Linked DNA regions of Mus musculus: region 2 is linked to region 1. Evidence: chromatin contacts called from public Hi-C data. All regions are on one chromosome and are shown on one strand. Each heading gives the region's core, a stretch centred on a gene start, on an enhancer-like site or on the middle of the called end of the contact. The rest is flanking DNA. Distances are from core to core; before and after follow the strand shown. Region 1 overlaps Map1b (microtubule-associated protein 1B). Region 2 has its middle 69 kb from the start of Gm24471.

Region 1 (3,849 bases), core at 1,190-3,689:
CTCTCGGGGAGGGGACTGCTTCTGCAAACCTTGCTTTGGCTTGCTTCTGTGACTCCTACAGAGCACAGTTAATGACAATAGTCATACCAGGTCTCACACTGTCGGATGCTCTGGGTGCTCACATCAAAGATATGATGAAGAAACAGCCATTCCTTTATTGGTTAATGTCAGCTTCATTCTTGTCTTAGAAGATCTCAAAGTCTTTGTTCCGAGGAGGCCACTGATGGAAGGGCGACTTGATCCAGTATAGATTTGTGTGATCTTTCACTGTGTCATCTGCTTATTTGAATTGTGTTTACTTTAGCTTTAAGTGTGCATGGATGTCAAAGAGGAAAACAGCCAAAAGGCAAATTTTACATTAATTACAAAACATAGCATTCATGATAAATGAACTGTGTCTTCCATGGTTTGGCATCTTTTTCCTAAGCCTCGGGTCTTTGCCTGCTCAAGCAGTTAACACTGTTCTTATTTGGAGTGTCTTCCTGACTGGTCTTTTGCAGTAGAACATTTCATGTTTCTATTTAATTTTTGCTTTGCTGTGTATAGGTGCTGTGCCTCGCCTGACCACCCGGTATTCTCTGCTGACATCTTGCTTCTTTAAGCCCATCTGTTGTTTTTAGTCTGTTGGTCTTTCCCCTAACTCTTCTTCAGCATCTGATGACAGTTTTGCCAAAGCCAAGTTCTGATAACTAGCTAGCATCATCAGAAGTGGTTAAATCCAGAAGGGATCTAGAGCTGGGCAGCCTGGGACCAGACCCTGGCCTGACCTGACCCTGTTGTGGCGTCCTGAGCTACTCGATGTCCTCTGTCAACTCTTTGTCTTCAGTAGTGAGCCATGGTCATGGTACCTCGTGTGAGAGCACTTCAGGGGATTCAGTGAAACTGTATGGGTCTCAGAACAGGGCGTGGCACCAGCATTGTTTAGTTTGGGCTGCTCCTCTGCCTTCCTAAAGTTGACTGGTAAATGTTACTGTAAGGAAAAGCAGGGATGATCAATAATGGTGACATGAGTAGAATGTCTCTAAGCAGCTGTTTCTAGTTTCTGTGATCCTTGATAATACAAAGGGGAAATCTCCAGCTGAGTCGAGCCTGGAACCGCCTCCTTTCTAATGGCTTTCCTGGGATAGCGTATATACATATACCACACACGCACGCAAAGTATTTTCTTCAGGGCTTACTTGTCTGTCTCATTGATCCTTCATCTTGTGATAAAATACATATAAAGAAAAATTGGCCATTTTAACTATTTTTTTTAAATCTACAACTCAGGAGTGATCAATATGTCTACAAGGTTGTATATGTCATCACTTACATTTTCAAAATGTTTTCATTACCCCAAACATGGGATAGTACCCATTAAGCAATAGCTCCCCAATTCCCCCTCCTTTAGCCTTTGGTAATTGCTATTTTAAATTTACTTATTCTGGGTATTTCATGGGCATAAAGTACTATTTTATGTATCCATTTGTGTTCAGCTTTTTTTTCCCCCTTATGTTCTAGTTCATCTTTGTAACATTAGCAGAGCTTGATTTTTTTTTTTTTCTATTTCTGACTAGTATTCCGTTGTGGGTAGACCACATCTAACCCAGACACTTGGGTTATTTTATCTTTTGGCTATTAAAATAATGCTGTAATTAACATTAGCACAGAAATATTTGCTCAGGTTCCTACTTTCAACTTGCACCAACCAATTAAATGGCAGTTCATACAGGATTCTGTTTTAGCTTTTCCAAGAACCCTAGATCTACTTTCCTTCTGTTTTTCTCTGTTGGTATCTCCCTCAGAAGCTCCTGTTTCTTCCAGTCTTCCAGGCTTCATTGTACTTCCAAACAGCAGGCGTGCTTTCCCTCCCAACCACGTGGCTTCCTCCCACATTTCCGAGGGAACGCCCCTCTCTGTCCGTTGTTTGCTGGTAAAGCATACATCAGCGACTCTGGCTACATTCACTGGATGGCTTTCATCTCCTTGTCAAGGCAGGGTAATGTTTGTAGAAGGCAATCCATAGGTCTCTGCTGACCTAAGCCTGAGGCTGACCAGCACAGGATGGTGCTGTAAGGAGTGGGAGATATCAAGAGCCCTGCAGAGCATCCTTAAACTCCCTCATCCCAAACCACACCTTACTTTAGTTCTCCCTCAGTTTTGTCTTGTGGGGCAGTTTGGCCACCCTGTCCTGGGGGAGGGTAGCCTTCCACTTCTCTTTTGCCCACTGTTTCTTCACTTTCCTACAAGCAAGTGAATTAATTAGTGAATACCCCAACAGACCGTAAGCCTGCCTCAGACAGCCATTCTGGCTGCTGGGTTAATTGTTAGTCGGGTTTCTGGCCGTCATTCACTTCACAATGAGGCTCCTAATTAATCTCCGCGCCGTTCTCACCAGAAGAAAGGACGTTAGGGAGAAACATCCCCAATTACCATGAGAAAGGAAATGTCAAGAGCTCCACTGAGTTTTCCTGGCACCCCTCCCTGGTCTCTGATGAAAACCCGGCCATTGGGTCAGGAGGCTGCCTAGCCATCGACCATGAAAGACCCAGTGTAAAAGCCTGGGGGCCCCAGGCTACCCCAGCTCCAGTTGAGCCTGTTGTGTGCACACCCTCGTGCTCAGTAGCATCCACTGTGTTTCCCAGCTTCCAGGGCCACATCTGAGTTGGAAATTTCTCTGCTGTCCCAGAAGTAGGCGAGCCGCTTTCATCTGGAAGAGCTAAAGGTCTCTTCTTTGTGTATTTTTTTTGTGCCTTCAGGACAAAAGATTCTTCATCACCGAAGTGACGTCTTAGAAACAGTCGTTCTGATCAACCCTTCAGATGAAGCCGTCAGCACTGAGGTGAGTATTTCAGTTCTGGGAGGTCTTAGAGCCTCCAAGGATGGGGACTTGGCTGATCAAAGGGGCTAGATAGGTGGGGGAGTTGGAGAGAGATGTACAAGGGGTAAGTCCCAGGTCCTAGGCTTCCTCGATGCCCAGAGCCTGCTTCTCTGCATCTAGTATCATAGCACCAGCTCACCAGAAGCCTCTTTCAATTAAGGACACAAGCGAACAGTGCCAGCTGGAAGCATGTTTGTTGAGGGGTGTAGAATGGGGGGTATGCACTGGGTATGTTGTTGCCAGGATGCAGAGCAAGAATGTAGCAGAGGAAATAGACGGCAAGCTCCAGGCTGGCACATACAGGGATGGAACTCAGAGACGACGAGCATCCCAATAGCATCCCTGTTCAGAGAGATCCAGGCCAGCACTAGCTACCCTTGGAAGGCAGGCCAGCCTCAGAAACATGGTCTCTAGCCCAGGTCAAATCACCTGGTTTCATCATCCAAGGTCGGTCAAGTTATCTTACTGCTTCGGTTTGCCCCTCCCTGTGAAGGAGATCATAATAGCCCCTGAATTTAATGCTCCTATGTAATGCTCTCTGAAGTGCTCAGGGCTTAGAAGAAGTGTGGCACATAGTGACTAAGATGTACATGCTGGCTCCTGCTGCTGTATCATTAGCATCACATGAGAATACTTACTACTAGAGAGAGTAATTGGCAATTTCAGGACCCACCCTGACATAAGAATTTGGAGGAAGCCAAGAGAATCTCTGGTCCCCTCAGGCCAAGCGTTGATAGAGCTCCTCTTCCACCTCCTCTGAGATAGAGTTGCTTCCTGAGCATTAAGGACCAAAGGCCCTGGCAACATCCTAGCCTAGGCTGTGTGTGTCTTCTGCCGGTGTCTTAGCAACTCTGACTATTCAGGTTTTCAAATTGGGATGTAATTCATGAACCATAGACTCATTCACTGAAAGTGTGTAGTTTTGTGGGTGTTTTTTTTTTAAGAATTATTATAAAAATGAGCAGTTTAACTCCAAAACATGCCTGTCA
Region 2 (4,192 bases), core at 494-2,993, 320 kb before region 1:
GCTGGAATCGATGCAAAAAGCAAGAGGAATTTATTGTTCCAGTGCACTGGGGTCATCCCAGACCTGAAGGAGAGGTGACACCCCCCAACACCCTTTCGGTGAGTTTTCATATGGTTTCCAGGGGCAGAATAGAGCATCAGCAACTAGGCACAATATGATTGGCCAAACAGTGCACCCTTTAAACTGATTGGTCTTTAGGGAATGAGGTGACAAGGACTTCCATTGTCTGAAGGTGAACAACACAGAGTCCTGGAATGTGTTCCATCCAGCTGGTTGGTTCTGCCCTGTTTTCTGAGAAATGATCATTAGCCTCAGAGGGGCAAGTGTTTCATGACCTTCCCCAAGTTCCTGAGCTGACCTTTTCAGTTTCTTGATGGCTGCAGACTCTCGGCTTGCTAAGACTTTGGTCTTAAAGTCTCCCCTTTCCAGGTCAAGCTTTCCATGTAGCCCCTCCCGCAACAACAATGAACGCCCTCTCGTGCTTCCAACCTCTGACTTTACATTCCTGCCGAATCTCTCAGGCCTCTAACTAGAGGAAGTTCTCTGCTTTGAAAAATGTTCATAATTAGAGAATCTAGGGTAATTTTCCATTTTAAGGCACGGATTGATAGCTGCATTCCACCTTAAAAGGCCCTCTTATTACTGTAGCAGATGCACATGCTGAATCTATGGATTCAGGTTAGACGTCTGGGAGGGGGAATTTATTTTGTCATTCAAGACATTATAAATAATTCACCAACTGCCTTAAAGCCCAGAGGTGGCACATTGCTGCAACCTTTTCTGAGGAAGCCTTACATTTCCACTCATTGATGGACAGGGCCAGCTAGAGAAGAAAGGATTCTGAAGCCATAGGCAAGGGTGGGCCAGGGAGAGCTTTGACCCTCAGAGAATCAATGTCTTCTTCTGAAGCCCAGAACTTCTAGATCTACCTTTTCACTCAAGATGGCCACAGGGACATGGAGAAGTGACGTGAGTTGGCCAATGTTGATGGGCCCCAGAGATAAATGTGAAGTCTGAAGGGGGCTTTTCAGAATGTGAAAACGGTTGGCCTGTTTGCACTGAAGAAATAAATAACTGTTTTTCTTGGCATTGTGTGTTGACAATGATGATGGTCTTTCTATAGAAATTTATAAGTGGTGGCCAGCAAGAAACACTCCACCTTATTCTTTTTTTTTTTTTTTAAATATTTATTTATTATTATATGTAAGTACATTGTAGCTGTCTTCAGACACACCAGAAGAGGGAGTCAGATCTCGTTACGGATGGTTGTGAGCCACCATGTGGTTGCTGGGATTTGAACTCTGGACCTTCGGAAGAGCAGTCGGGTGCTCTTACCCACTGAGCCATCTCACCAGCCCCACCTTATTCTTTCAGTGCTTGGGTGTCATCATAATCAGATTTCATTATCATTCCTTGACTTGACCACAATCCTTGCTTCAGGGTCAGAAGAAAATGTGGAGCTCACAAACCAACTGTTCTGGAGCTCCAAGGTAAGAAATCTGGCTAGGAATTCCACATCCCTGCGCCTCCTCCACTCCGAGTGGAGGCAGACATTCTCCGTGGCTCTATTCAGATGTTCAGGCAGTGAGCCTGGTCCACAGGGAGACTGGCTCACTATTCAGGGGCCCCCTTCGCTTGCCAACTCTTCTCACCCTGGTCTCCTCTTTTTCACAGTCTAGAGACACCTACCTCCGTGGGATTTACATAAGCCTGAGCAAAGAGCGCTCCAGCTAAGAATATATCCACCCCTCTCCCTGGGCAACGTGCCTGAGAGGTGTGAAAACTGACTCACTGCACCTCTGACTCAATGAACAGACAAATGTATGAAGAAACTCCTGGATTGATGCTGCGGGGAGAGCCCAGTCTTTTTAGCACAGGAAGAAAGAGATGGCTGTTACGAAGTCAAGTCCTAGAGGGTAGAAGCTTTTATTTAAGCACTCTCTCTCTTGCTCTCTCTCTCTCTTTCTTGAATGCTTCAGACAGCTTTAGCAAGTGAAGGTTTTCAAGTATCGAGTGAGGCACAGAGAGGATGGGAGACTGAAATAGGAAATGCTCAGCATAATCTTATCAGCAGCAGTGCACGCTGGCTGTGGGATTTGTCTGGGCAGTTCAGGCTTGGATGGTTTTCCCACACACCAGAGACTCCCTGATTGCCAGAGCGTGAAATGCTAAGACCTGTAACTCTAGGACCAGTTCTTCTGGGCAGAAAGCCATAGCCTACAGGAGAACCATGGTATGTGGCAGCCCCGTGAGCAGCCTGAGGTCTTCAAGATCTCTAGATGCCTGTTGTAGTGTTGTCCATGGAAGGAACCATGTCCATTTCTTGGCCCTCATGACAATGTCCCTGATAGGTATGGTCATTACCAGTTTAGTTTTCTCTAGGTTGAGTTTCTCCTGCCTTTGCCTGCAGAAAGGTCTCAGGTATTGATCAGTTTTTTTCTTATACTTGACAACTGAGACACAGGTCTAGCAAGGACATGGAGAAGTGTGTACAAACAGCCAGTGTCCATCAGTGATAGCTTGCTCTTTGCTAGTTGATAGCTGCAGCTTGGACCATTTAGTTCTAAGGGAGGCACTTCTGGTTACACATCCAATAGCCAATCTTACTGATCTTAGCTTTCCTGTTTCCATGGTGAACAATGCCACCTAAAGCAACTTGGGGGGATGGGTGGGGGGACATTATTTGGCTTACATTCCAGGTCATAGTTCATCACCAAACTCTAGCAGGAAATGAAGAATCGTTGCTTAGTGGCCCACTCCCTCTGACTCTTGTCAGTCAGTTTTATTATACAACCCAGGGCCACCTGGGACTCTGGCACTGCTCAGAGTATTGAGTAGCATACCATTTCTCTACCAATCAACAGTTACAACAGTACCCCACAGGTGTGGTCACGGGCCATTCTGATCTGGGCAATCCTTCAACTGACACTATCCATCCAGGTGATTTCTGGTTGTGCCAAATTGGGCATAAAAACAACCAGGACACCTCCTTCTTCCTTGCTGAAGGACTCAACCTCCTGCCAACATTGAAGTTGGATTGTAAAACCCTAGGCGCTTCCTGGGATCGCTGACTTTGTGAACCTCAGCTTCAGGTCTTACTAACTGTGACCTCTGGCAAGTCATTGAACTTCTCTGTATCCCACTTCCTCATCTGTGATTGGATGTAACACTTCCTGACGACTGCACTCTGCTCCATATTACTCCTTAGGTAGAGTTTCTGACCTACTGCAATCACAAGCCAGTCCCTACTGCGGCTCAGGTACAGACACGTCAGGTGCTACTGACCCCGTGGATGGAGGAGAATGTCTGTTGAGGAGCTTCTGTCCATCTCCAGTGCTTTGTCTGCCTCTTTGTGATGTCTGAAACTGCAGAGGCTATTCCAATCCAGAACAATTTGATTTGGGGATGCTTTGTTTATGGGATAATAAGCTGTAACTCTTTTAGCAGCTATGTTCAAAACCATTCTAAGTGGTAGACCTAGTAATGACATAGAAAAGCAGTGCATTTAAGCCACACAAGGATTCATATGATATTTTGCTTTAAATTTTTCTAAAACTCAAATTGTTTTACATTCACAAATATATATGTATATATGAAAAGCTTATAGTGAAAAAAGGGGGCATTCATGTTCCCAGTTCTCAGGTTAGCTAGCTAACTACCACTTTCAGTCTTTTATTTGCCTTCCCAGAGATTTCTGAAAATAAACACAAAGTAAATGTAAGCAAGATACAAAATTGCTTACCCTCGTGGTAATATAAACATTACAAAGCTATACATCATCTTGTTCCTGACTTTATTCACTTATGATATTTTGGTAATAATCAGATATTCCTGAGTAACATAGAAAGAATCACTGTCTTCGGGTGATGAGGAAATGGCTCTGCAGTCAAGAGCATCGGTGGCTGTTGCAGGGAACAGAGGTTTGTTGCCACATCCCATGTAAGGCAGCTCACAACTGGCTGTAAACACCACACACACACACACACACACACACACACACACACACACACACAAATACATCTTTAGTAACTTAAAAAAAAGGTGTTATTACAAAATGCTGCACTGAGTTAAACTAGCTCCTTTCAGCGAGTATCCAGGTTCCCTCCCATCTTGATTGCACTGTTGCAATTAATAAATGGTATGCTCACTGTTCTGTGGATATGCAAATATGTCTGTAGAGAGAATTCCCCAA

The links. A called contact is a pair of places that touch in the nucleus more often than the background predicts.
Region 2: a Hi-C map of cerebral cortex shows a contact between it and region 1, with 2.2 times the contacts expected there. The contact joins two enhancer-like sites. A contact is called at or near these places in 3 of 484 Hi-C or Micro-C datasets (the G1E-ER4 cell line, cerebral cortex and olfactory sensory neurons) and 4 of 115 datasets of contacts at active chromatin or transcription factors (astrocytes, embryonic midbrain and embryonic stem cells).

Annotation. Positions count from the first base shown.
Region 1 is chr13:99,443,186-99,447,034 of GRCm38.p6, reverse strand. It overlaps Map1b (microtubule-associated protein 1B), which reads left to right. Exons shown (of 7, transcript NM_008634.2): 3 at 2,739-2,821. Among named protein-coding and RNA genes, the nearest start is that of 6430562O15Rik, 32 kb to the right of the region's middle. Within about 2 kb of position 2,439, at least 68 of the 459 cell types and tissues checked have an H3K27ac peak or open chromatin away from gene starts, as enhancers often do. A contact at or near this core is called in cerebral cortex, where this site is marked.
Region 2 is chr13:99,759,557-99,763,748 of GRCm38.p6, reverse strand. No RefSeq gene overlaps it. Among named protein-coding and RNA genes, the nearest start is that of Gm24471, 69 kb to the right of the region's middle. Within about 2 kb of position 1,743, at least 31 of the 459 cell types and tissues checked have an H3K27ac peak or open chromatin away from gene starts, as enhancers often do. A contact at or near this core is called in cerebral cortex, where this site is marked.